Linked DNA regions of Drosophila melanogaster: all the other regions are linked to region 3. The links are chromatin contacts, called in public Hi-C and targeted proximity ligation maps. All regions are on one chromosome and are shown on one strand. The core of a region is the stretch at or near the end of the contact, and the rest is flanking DNA. Distances in the headings are between cores, read along the strand shown.

Evidence for each region. A called contact is a pair of places that touch in the nucleus more often than the background predicts.
Region 1: a contact with region 3 is called in a targeted proximity ligation map of the Kc167 cell line, with 7 times the contacts expected there. A contact is called at or near these places in 9 of 107 Hi-C or Micro-C datasets (the Clone 8 cell line, the Kc167 cell line, the S2 cell line and 4 more) and 1 of 7 datasets of targeted methods (the Kc167 cell line).
Region 2: a Hi-C map of the Kc167 cell line shows a contact between it and region 3, with 5 times the contacts expected there. A contact is called at or near these places in 4 of 107 Hi-C or Micro-C datasets (the Clone 8 cell line, the Kc167 cell line and brain) and 1 of 7 datasets of targeted methods (the Kc167 cell line).

The regions. Positions count from the first base shown.
Region 1 is chr3R:26,438,950-26,442,838 of dm6, forward strand. tx (taxi) reads left to right here and starts at 1,829. Exons shown (of 2, transcript NM_001300614.1): 1 at 1,829-2,787.
Region 2 is chr3R:26,459,439-26,463,371 of dm6, forward strand. CG5455 reads left to right here and starts at 2,089. Exons shown (of 7, transcript NM_143224.4): 1 at 2,089-2,208. CG14238 reads left to right here. Exons shown (of 7, transcript NM_143223.2): 2 at 1-185; 3 at 249-400; 4 at 457-655; 5 at 708-776; 6 at 838-1,041; 7 at 1,102-1,543. The coding sequence ends at 1,309.
Region 3 is chr3R:26,260,238-26,264,350 of dm6, forward strand. Ald1 (Aldolase 1) reads right to left here and starts at 1,354. Exons shown (of 4, transcript NM_170262.2): 1 at 1,099-1,354. CG6154 reads left to right here and starts at 2,425. Exons shown (of 8, transcript NM_143214.2): 1 at 2,425-2,749. It also overlaps asRNA:CR44321.

The sequences.
Region 1 (3,889 bases), core at 579-3,078, 180 kb after region 3:
TACCACGTTTTCAGCCCCTTTTGGCCATGCCCATATATTTTTGGACTTGGTCACAAAACAAACATTCAAAAGTGACGTTTGTTTTTTTAATTATGGCTCGCTTATTCATGTTCTTGTCTTTGGGAGTCGTCGTCGTTCGGCAGATTAAGCTGTCAGCAAAGAAACACAACATTTTGGCCACTTTGTATGTATTTTTAAATACGCTCAGTTAATCAAAAATATTCGTACATATATAATTTGATTTTCAGCTCCCTTCGCACGCAAATCAAATTAATGTTGCATGCGTTACTTTTCCACTCTCCTAAAATGTGTGACGACCTTGTGCCATGAAAAATGTATGCTTTCTGGGCATGAAAAAAAAAAGAATCATAATCAAATTTAACTGTTGTCATCATGATTTATTTACTCAAGAACAAAACACGACAAACGATGACGAACTCGCCTTCAGACAGAAGACAGAAGCACAAAGATAAATTAATCGCCAGTCAGTCACAGAGTCGATCGGTCTATTGCCCGAAGTCATTTATTCACAAATGCTCGTATATGAGTATATCGGGGCAAACTCGAGATTTAAGCCGGGTATGTCGTCATAGCTACAATAATGAGAAAACAACTTGTTTTGCCTGCAGGAGCAAATCCATTTTGCAATTATTTGCCTGTTTCAGTTAATTATAATTATTTGCGAAGCAACAAAATGCAAGCAAAAACAAACTATACAAACATGACTCTAAACAATATTCTTTGTTGAAAAATAAAAAAAAATCGGGTTCCAACAACTGAATTGTGACTTTGAAATCAGCTTAGCACTTTGAAATTAGACGCTATGTGAAAACAACTTGAGAAGTGCACACACCCAATACATCTGAACTGAAACTGATCGAAACGAATTAGAATAAATTATAAAATCCAAATATATGGACAGGAGTCAAAAGCGTCGGCTATCAGATACCCATCAAAAATATTTTAATTACAATTTAAATTGCTGAAAATTACTGAACACCACGTTTCGAAGAATTGTTATTATATATATTTATATTATCTTACAGGAAATACTTTAAATACTTGTCATGAATTAAAGTTAAAACAACAAAATTCCACCATCCATTCTTAAAACACTTAAATGACAAACAAATGAGGAGATTTCCTTGAACTTTACTTCGACGTGCCTCATAATTCGCCACGAAATCCAAGTTGATCCAAATAAATACCAAGAATGAGTATCATTTATGGTCTGGCAACCAAAGTTCAACCTTAAAAATGGAGATCCGACACAAGTCAAGCTTTGGTAGCTGATACCATCTCAATCAAAGGCGAATAAACATTTTTAACTATTTTCAAGTGAGCTCAAGCAATGTCTGACTTGTACAAATGAATGTCAAGCGCTGCTGCAGCAGCAAATAAAATTAGCAATAAATTTAAATAAATAACTGCCTGGCGATATTAGATCATACGAAATCTCAGGGGGCCGTCTACGCGTACTCGTGGTAGCACTCAAAACACTCGAAACGAAACCGAAAATCCATCCGAATCGGAAATCACTCAAGAGAGTGCGCCAAAGACCAACTGGGACCGTACTATGCGATACAGTACGATACGATACGATCCGATACGATACGATCCCATCCGATCCGGCCAACGCAAAAAGCACCCACACATCGGGTGGATGTGGATATTTGGGGAAAGAGAGAACTGGTTTCTCTTCAATGACTTTGTGCTGAGCTGTGCTGTGTTGTGTTGTGTTGTGCGCTGGGCTGTTTTGTGTTGGCGTTGGCGAGCGCCAGTGGGTTTCTCGGTTTATTGGTCGTCGCTGAGAAAACGAGACTGTGCTGCCTTTTAATGCGGCATTTCATTCATTGATCGTTCCAATAGCGCGCCGCACGCTCAGCGCAGCGGACAAGTGAGCCAAAAGTCCGACTTCCACTGCCATCGCCGCCCACCTGAGCCGCTAACCTGGCTAACGGAGTCAAAGCCAACTGGGGGCAGTAGTCAGCTGATTTAGCTGCCACCGCATCCCAAGCCAAACCAAGTCAGACCATCCCAGCGATCCGCGAGATATATCTATTCAGTGCACAGCCGACAAGCGCAGCAGGCGGACGCAGCGCAGCATTTTCTCCGTGTATTTTCGTATGCCATCTCGGGATATTGGATACAGATACAGATTCCGAGATACAGATACACAGAACGCGAGCGACGCGCACTCATAGATATTTTTAGCAACCGGCCTCACGCACACCGCCGCACACATTAGTACCGCCGCACTGACACACGCGGCTTGCACGTTTTCACGGAAAATCCATTCTTCGAGGCTTTTCCAGCAGGCCCAAGATAAACACAACTCAAGAATGCGCGAAAACCGTACCGAAGTTATTATCAATAGTTAAACCAGCGGCGCAATCACAACCGCAACAACCACAACCACCGCAATATTAATTCAAACCAAAACAAGTTCCAGAAGTTTTTGAGGAAATAAAAACTGAAAACAAACCTTTTTTGTTGTGTTAACATGCCAAATTTATGCATGAGCTAATAACTTTAAATCCGAAAAGAATAAAAAAAAGTCCAAACAAAACAAAATTCAAACAAAGATCGCATATCAAAATTAGTTGGGTGACTAATTAGACAGCGCGTTGTCGGAATTTCAATTTGCATACTTTGGCGCAACTTTAATGAACCAAAAATTAAAATAAAAACATCAACAAATCTTAATCAGAGTGCACAACTGAATTCAAATCATCCTGAAAGACCAATCCCGCAGCCATACATTGTTGGATTTATGAAATCAAAAAGGTAAATATACCGCCGCCATTTATCAGACATAAGCGTTCAGATATAGAAAAGATATAGAAGATCTGCCCGATCTCTTGTTGCCGCCCCAATAAAAATAGACAAAAGGCATTCCTCTGTCCAATCACGTTAGTGGCTGGCAGATGGGGCAGGGCGGGCTTTTAAGAAACTTCTGAAACATTTATTTGTCCAAGGTGTTGAAAAGCCAGATGTGTGCAGGGGAAAATGTTTTCGAGCTGCTCAGCAGGGAAAACGGCGACGACAGCCAGTTGTCAACTGATTTTCAAAGGTTACCGAAGGGAAGCAGCAACTTGGCTGCGTTTGTTTGCGACCAAAGTAGGGGGAACAGTTTAATTAATGTGCAAACAAAAGCTGTGAATTCTCATCATCAATGAGAGTCCCGCTTAACCTGCCACTCACTTTAAATCTGTGATGTGCTAATCAACGCCGGCATTTATTTATTTACTTTCATTTTCGCCATACCATTCGGCAACAAGCACTATGTTTGCCCAAATAATCGAGTAAAATTGGTTTCTGGCAGCCAGTCAATCGCCGATTTTAATTTGGCATTTATTTATTTAATATATTAATATATTATTCATTTTGTCGAAAGCTAAAATAAACTAGCATCTCATGGGCTGACTCAATACATGATTAAAAAATGTTATTCGTCATAAATATTTTATGATTTACAAAAAAAAAATTCGCCAAAAATACACGCATTAATCGAGTCAAATTTTAATGATTTTTCTGCCATGGAAAGGTGCATCTAAAATTAAATTAGTTTATGGACACATGAGTCTATTGCTACCCTATATATACTTGCCTACCTCATTGTTTGCTGTCCCCCTGACCCAAATCTCGATCGTATGTGGGAAAAGCCAGCGCCCCTCCTTGCAAAGAGACTTAAACAATAACAATAGCAGGAATAAATCAAGAAAAATAAAAGTTAGTCGTAGGCAAATGCCAGAGACCTGTCAAAAAATCAAGCAAATCAAAAGCCGATGGGTAATACAAAACCACACAGAAAGCTATCAAAATATAACTCATACGTATTCGTATTTATCCACACGGTGGTGGAAGGGAGACGGTGAATGTAAACACG
Region 2 (3,933 bases), core at 839-3,338, 200 kb after region 3:
ATTGGCACGGCGGCGGATATTATTGAATTTTTCGATTCCTACAAGGATGACTCGATAGCAAAGATTGGATTCCTGGTCTTCCTTACACTGGGCATATGGTCCTGGAGCCTCATGCAGTTCACCATCGTGCTGTCCGCCACTCGAGGACGACGACCACGAGGCAGTGGATCGCATCACAAGGAGGAGTGCGTATATTTAATCATTTTATTATTAAAATGTAAATGATCATGGGAATCTTTATTCTGCAGACATACAGACTGTTGCCAGAACTGTTGCTGTGGCATTGATGTTTGGGGCATCGTACTCAATGTGATCCTGCAGGATGCGCCCTTCCTCACCTTTCGCCTGCTGATTATCTTCCAGTACAAAATCATTAACTACATGAACGTCTTCTTTACATGTACGTATTATAAATATTTTTATGCGTAATTTTATTACTTACATATATGTTATTAGGCAAAAACTCGTTGGTGATCATCCTGCAGCTTTATCGGCTATATGTGGTCAACGCCGAGTTCTGGAAAAATCGGCGTGAAAGTCGAATGGCCAAGTCACGTCAGTTTCAATCTCGTCGAAAAGTGCAGGATGCTGATCAGAACAGCATTTACATGATATCCAACGAAAGGGGTGGTGATGTCAAAAAGAAGATCAAAAGGTAGGTGTGGATGTAATTTAGATCCTTAATGAACTGCATCAACTATTTATAGGGCCAAGGACAAGGACTATGCGGAGCAGGAGGCGGTATACAGTAAAAAGAAGAAGGACAAGAAGGACAAGTGGGTCTTGAGCTCAACTGTGACATTAAAAAGAGAATTTAGATTAACCCACTGATTCCAGGAAGAAGCGCAAACGCAAGGATACTGGCTACTCCACGGCCAGCTCGCAGAATCTGTACTCCACGAAGGCGAGTGGCACGGACAAGGACACTCGCCGCAAGGACAAGAAGGGCAAGAAGTCCAAGCGCACCTGCAGCAGTTCACCCAGTGACTGCGACTTGGCCAAAAAGCAGAAGCGCAAGAACGCGGATAAAAACGATAAGAAGTAGGTAATATCTCGGGACTTGGCTGGTTATCCTTTGACTTATGATCCGATTTCCCGCAGAAAATCCCGCAAAATTGAGGCAGTCGTGGAGGAGTCGAGCAGCTCGAGCAGCAGCAGCTCCGATTCCAGCAACTCCACTCTGCCCAGCTACGAGGTCATCGACGAGAAGAAGGCCAGGCGCAGGAAGCACCGCGGAAGTAGTAGCGACACCAGTTCCGGGGACAGCAGCTCCTCCAGCTCCTCGTCCTCCAGCTCGGACTCGTCGTGAATGAGGCACTTTTTTGGCACTAACGCCAGACGTTAGGGAATCGATTTTTTTGGCAGTCACTTGCCAGCATTCAAGTGGCTGCGCCGCTGCTCCGGGAGCTCAGATTTGTAAGACCCCAAGGGGCAGGTCTATAATTTGATTGCAAACACACCGAGCGTTAATCATGAAAATACCACATGCTTACGCTTTTACATTAAAATGTTGTGAGATACAAAAGAAACTGCAGTGAGTTTTAAATACTTTTGAAACATTTATCTCTTCGCATTTCTGCATTATCTCTTCTGCATTTTGCACAACATTTTTATTACAAATTTGATGTATAATTTAATAGTGCTGAAACTCTGTGCTCCTTTGAATATTTTATATTAATTAACATGACATCTGCACGAAAATATTTTAAGGCTGTTTGTAGGCTTCCAAATAAGCTAGCATTTGCTATTTTCTTGATTAGTGCTCGATATATTTTGATATATTTGTATAAGCTACACTATGGCATATTTGAATGGATAATAAATACGCGGGCTCCACAGCGATAAGTTGGCAGCTCCGTTGGCATTAAAATGGAGCTCTCTTGATTAAATTTTCAACGTGGGGAAATTCTCTTAATGCTTTCTCTTTGCCGCATGAAAAGCTTAGCAACGCGAACTGCTGCTAAACTTTTGTTGACACACAGTTAGCTGTGATATTTGCCGTGAGTGTGTGTATGTGTGTGTGGGGTTTGGGGGGTGGGAGGGCTCTAGTTGGAGATTTCTCGAGAGCGTGTATTTTTGTAATAGCACAATAGTTGCTGCCGAGCGTCCAAACGCTGCGGACGCGATTTTCGCTTCGCTCCTCTCGGATTCGCAACGCTTTTCGAAAAAACCTCGCGTAACGCCAGAAGCTTTGTTGTTGTCGAGTGTGTAAGTTCAAGAGTGTGTATGCGAATGAGTGTGTGTGCGAGTGAGCGTGCTTTGTCGGATCCATCGCATATATACTTGATATATAGACGCACGATAAATGCCTATTAAGAAATGTTCTTCGAAAAGAACTCTTGAATATATCTGCAAGTGCCGTCTCTCAGTGCCCATCAATAAATCACGGCAGCTACATAGCATATACCATATACCCCTCAAAAAAAAAAAAACAACAACAAAGGTTCCCTTTGGCAGACTTTATTAACTATTAACCGGACAAACAAAAAACAGTTGTCAAGCCGATTAAAATTTAAATGGCTATAATGTGGCGCAGGTGTGAATTTTCTGTCTTTTTTTTTTGCTCTGTGAATAATTCAATTAATACTTGACAAACCTTTGGCAAATGGACTCATCACAGTTACAGTGCGAATTGCCCCGACAAATTGGCTCACCCCACACACAAATTATATATGGTATATATAGACAAATATATATATGTATGTATATATACATACAAGGGAGTGCACTGGATAATCTGGAACTCGAAACACGTTCGCGGCCTTAAAGTTCACAAATTATGGCTCCTTTTCCGATTCTTTTCGTTTTCGTTTTCATTTTCGTTTCATTACCTCTTCAAGCGCATTTTTATCTGGGCACGCGTAGTGAAGGTTAAGGCTTCCGCGGCTTAAAGTTACAACTCCCACGCCCCCTCAGCACGCCTAGCCCCCCTTGGGCACCACCCCCCGCCCCCCACACGTGTTGTTTTGTTTTCGGTCGTTGTTGTTTTGCGTTTAAGACACCTTAGTCGTCTATGTATGTATGAAGAAATACAAAACCACAGCGGGCCTCAGCAGCTTTTGTCCGAGAATAATCCCGCTCTTTGGGGGAGTCTTTGAGACAATGATGGGGCTCTCTGCTCTCATTTGCCGGTTTTCCACTGAGAGACCGAGTGTGAGCAACCGCGGGAAAAGCAGCGAAGCGAGAAGCTCTCTTACAGAGAGAAAAACAAGGAAAACTCGAACTCATTTGCATACGCGGGTTTTTTCCTTTTAAACAATTTGTTTATTTAACGATTTAGCTATGTACAGACAGGTTAGCTAAAATGAATCTTTTGAACCCACGTTTTATTAGGGAGTATATGATCCAAAAATCTATAAAGCATAATAAAAAATACAAATTTTTTATTACATTACAGGGCGCTATTTCTGTTGGGAAATTTCTTAAAGTAATAAATAATAAGATCAACGATTTGCTTCATTTGCTCGCTTATGTTTATACACATTTCGTTGCCATGCCACAAGAAACTTGTTCAAAAATAAAAAAAATCATTTGATGAAGGAGATACATATTTTCCATATATTTCCCCCGTGTAATAATTTATGTTTCAGTCCGTTTGCCTTTCATACGATAGACCAAAGTCCACACTTGGCCAGCGACAGTTGCGAGGGCTCAATCAAACCAGTCCATTGAAGGATGGTAATTAATATCTGGTGCGTTTCTTGAGGTATTTGGTCGAAACATACTAATTAGCAGAGAGAACGGCTTGTCATAGATACGCCAATACACGCCAATAGCCACCCACTCAAGGTCGTTGGGGGTCAAGGCTGCCGCCGACGGTACAGTTCCTCATCGTCATTATCGTCAGTAGCATCACCAGACAGAACATTTTCAGTATGGCCTGATCCATGCTGTGCAGACACAGATATACATAATCTAAATGAATTGCCGCCT
Region 3 (4,113 bases), core at 104-2,603:
GAAACTTCGAGCACTCCCATACTTCTATCTATGCCCTTATTATGTGACCCCAAAAACTTTGTTGTGGTAACTGTTTACTAGATAAGCCAATGTACCTTATCTAGTCTTATTTCATCGATTAGCTTATACTTTACAATGAGAATGTATACCTATAATTCCATTATATTCATTATAAAATTTCCCAAAGCTTGATATAAACGATCAAAGGAACATAAATTGGTTGTTTTAAATGTTCAAAACTCTTCTTAAAAATCCTAATCAGGTTGATCTTGAAAGGAAGTCCTTTGGAGTACCAAAACTTGTTTTCTGTAGGTTTCAAAACAACCCTTAAACTTCTGCCCCTCTTTTCTCATGTACTCTCTACAAACTATCGGTAAAATGTTTGCTCTCCTTCATTCACTGAAATCTCAATTAAATGGTAGGTATAAAATGCAATAGACAAAAGCATATTGCGTCTATCATGAGAAGACGTCAACAATCTGATGAATTTACGATGACGTTGGCTAATTGAAGTCTAAGCGAGAGAGCGATGGGAAAGTATACATATGTATATCGCGATGTATAGTACATACATTTAACATTTGCGCCAACTATTTATAAAGAAAAACCGCAGCGGCGACTACAAATTGCAGTTGAAAGCCTGCCAACAAGCAAATGAACTCGAATGAAAGAGCGGATGAAAAGTAAGAGAGCCGGTTGAGCCGGTAGAGAAAACTACTACTCACGAAAGTGAGCCAAAAGTCACCCGATAAGGCTTCTTATCGCCTGCAGTTCGCGTAGCCCCCCCACTCCTTCAACCGCGGTGCATAGGTCAACAACACTCGAGAGCCTCGAGGTTCTAGAACTTGTCATAAAAGTGGCGAGCACGCGGAAATGGTAAGATTAGAGAATAATTAAACTATATTCGAATACGCACTCACTAACACTAACACGCCTACAGATTCGCTGCTGCTCTGTAGATTTGGATTACGAAACACCCAGAGAAATGGGAACGATTACGCGACTTTTCAACTGCACTGCCGCCAATGGGGGGAAAAATATCTGAATTTTTTTTAAGGGGCTCAGGGGTTCTGTTCACTGCGTATGACGCCCACTCACCGAACTGGAAACTGAATCTGGGATGTGGTGATTAGCTGCTGGCTACTGGCTGGGTCCGCTGCTGCTGCTGCACTGGAGGAGAGCGGTTAACGCTTTTATTTTCGGCCCGTGTCGCTGCTACTGCCGCTGCCGATGCCTCTGCTACCGCTGACTGCGGCGTCAACGTGAAATTCCAAAGCGAAATAAGCGAGACATGCCGAGCGAGACCCCAAAAGGTTGTTTGGAGGTCGTCGCCGACGGTGTTGGGCAACCGACTGAGCCAAGCGCTTTAAATTCCCAGATCCCCAAACGAAAGGTATCCAAAATAAAGCTCATTCTGGGAGCTTTTAGTGGGGGATGGAACCTAACAGATAAGCTGTAAAACTTATTAGACAGCTTTGAGAAGCTTTAGCTTTCGTTTGGGCGGTAAAAATTTAAATGAAATGTGCTCAAAGCGTATTAACATAATAAATAATTTATCTTAAGATCTCAAACACTATACGATATATATTGAAATAGTATTGAAATGTTAAAAACAATAAAGTGCCACAAACTTAATGTCGCGTCTTGCTGGATATAGTCATCCCAAATCATCCTCATCAAGTGAACTATATGTCTTGCCAAGCTTTCTTGCCCAAAACTATAAAAAAGCATTAAAAATGAAGTGTTATCTTTGCAAGTATTTGTATCTTTTAACCTGTCAACAACATTTCCTATTCTACTTATGCATTGAAAAGAGGGTAGAATAATTAATTTGGTGTATTTTAACCTTAATTACGAGCGACCTGCTTTACTTGGGGCGGTCAATGAATTTTTCGTGACCATCAGCATCAGGCGCTCCAGCGGCAGCGCAACAAAAACGAGGGGTGCCAGAAGCAGCAGCTAGGATAAGCGACTTTCACGCCATGCCTGACCTCCTGCAATGTTAAAGGACTCAACCCCCTGGCACTGGAAACAGCTGATTGAGAGCGCAAACTTTGAGAAAATATCCCCCTATTCTGCCATACAATCTGTTCGAGCGAAAGAGAAAATCGTTTCGCTCTTTAAAATGTCCTAATATGACTTTGGCACAGTTTTCTGAATGAAAAGAATGACTGTGGAACGGGTTATAACATTTAAAGGATTTTAGATATTTCATAGACTATCTATGCTTAGGTTTCTTTAGTTAAAGTGATACAGTTGCTAGATATATATGAAATAATATGCTTACCTAATGAAGGAACCTTAGCCACAGTGCTCTTCATTGTCCTCGCTCTCTTTGTGCCTCGTGGCTTCGTCCTTCGTCCTGTTTCGGTTCTCGTGCCTGCCTCACTCGCTTCCCATTTTCGTTTGGGGATTCTGGTTCAGTTTTCAGTTCGAATTCGTGCGTCGGTCGGTCGAGTTGTGTGCCAAACGCTCGGCACCTGTCGCCCAACACGTGTTGCGTTCCACTTGCGCTGCGCGTCTCCTTCGCACACCCGCGTACACCGCGGCGTATACGCTACGTACTGTGGTGCAGCCAAAGCGAAATAATTTCTGATTATTCTAGTTATGTGAACCGAAAGTGGAGTGCATAAGAGTCTGAAATTCAAGCACCAGCTGTGTTTTAACTCATATTAAATTAAAGAGGAGATACGAAAAAGAGGAGTGAATTTGTGGTTCAGAAGAATGATAAATTGTTTTCCCAGTTTTGGTAAGAAACGATTTGGTTCGATTTGGTATACTCATTAAAAGTTGATGTAGATCAGATTATAAAGTATCTTTCAAAAAACTACAGAAAAATGTTCATTTCTAAAACTAATATTGATGGAACCCTTTTTTTTGCTTTACAATAAATGGCAAGATTAAAGATTAGGGCAAAATAGCTAGAAAAGTTTTTGATCAACTATAGTTAGGTTATACTATATTTCTATTTATCTAGTCTTTTTGTTAAAGGACATTTGAAATAGTTTTTTCTTAAATTCCATTTTTCTTCTTATAAGAGTTCACGAAAACCAAAAGAATGTGTGCAACAAAGAATGCAAAATAGTTTTCCCGGGGCTTGCTGAGTATTCAGCATACATACCAATATGGGTTTCGTATGCAGATTTCTGCCAGCCAGAGTCATAATATTGAGCAATTGATGAGAGCGCGTTTAGCTTGGCTTTGTGGCACTTGGCTCATTAATATGCGGAAGGCGACACAAAACACTCCCCCACGCCTCCACCCACACATATACAAACACACGCACACACACACAGGGAAAAGCCTCCCCTTCCCTAAACTTGTGTCTGTGTTTTGTCTCGTCCTCATCTGCATTTGCCCAAAATGAGAATGAGTATCCCATAACCGACTGAACAGCATCCTGCTTGCTGATGATAATGTTGATTCCTGCCTTCCGCAACAATTTGCTTTGAACCTAATCCGCCCCTTTTTCTGCCACGCCCCAGTAGCTATAGCTTAACCAAAATTCGAAATTCATACCAGTCTCCGGCTCACATTTCACTAGCTTTTGTTGCGGCATTTATAAATGCTTGTTACCTTTTCCTCTTTTCATTTTTAGTCTTGGTCGGAACAAAGTGTTTATGGTCTCTGGCAGTTTGAATTTTGTATCTTTGTTCAGGAATCCCTCTTGAAATGATACAAATTGCGTTTTCCTATTATTCGTCAGCCTAGATTTGCAAAGCTATTTGGAGATTGAGTTCAATTAAATAGAGAACGTCATTCAATGGAGCAGTATCCGATATGAAATGAAAATGTAGGCATTGCAAACTAATTACTTTTTACTCGATGGGTAAACATTTTTGATTGAAAAATTGTGGATAAAATCTTAAGCATACAAATTCCCAAAAATAGATGTTTCTATTCGAGAATACATATATTGGCTTGTTAGTTTTAAAAACAAATTCAATCGGATGACAACTTAAATGTCTGTACTAAAAAATACTATGTGCGAGTGCTATGTCCAGCATGTTTAAAACAAAAACTGCTCAATAATTTGACATCTGCTAGGCCATTTTTTCTCAAATTTCTTATGGTATTTCGCAACATATGTCGTTTTATTTTGGGTCAACCAAT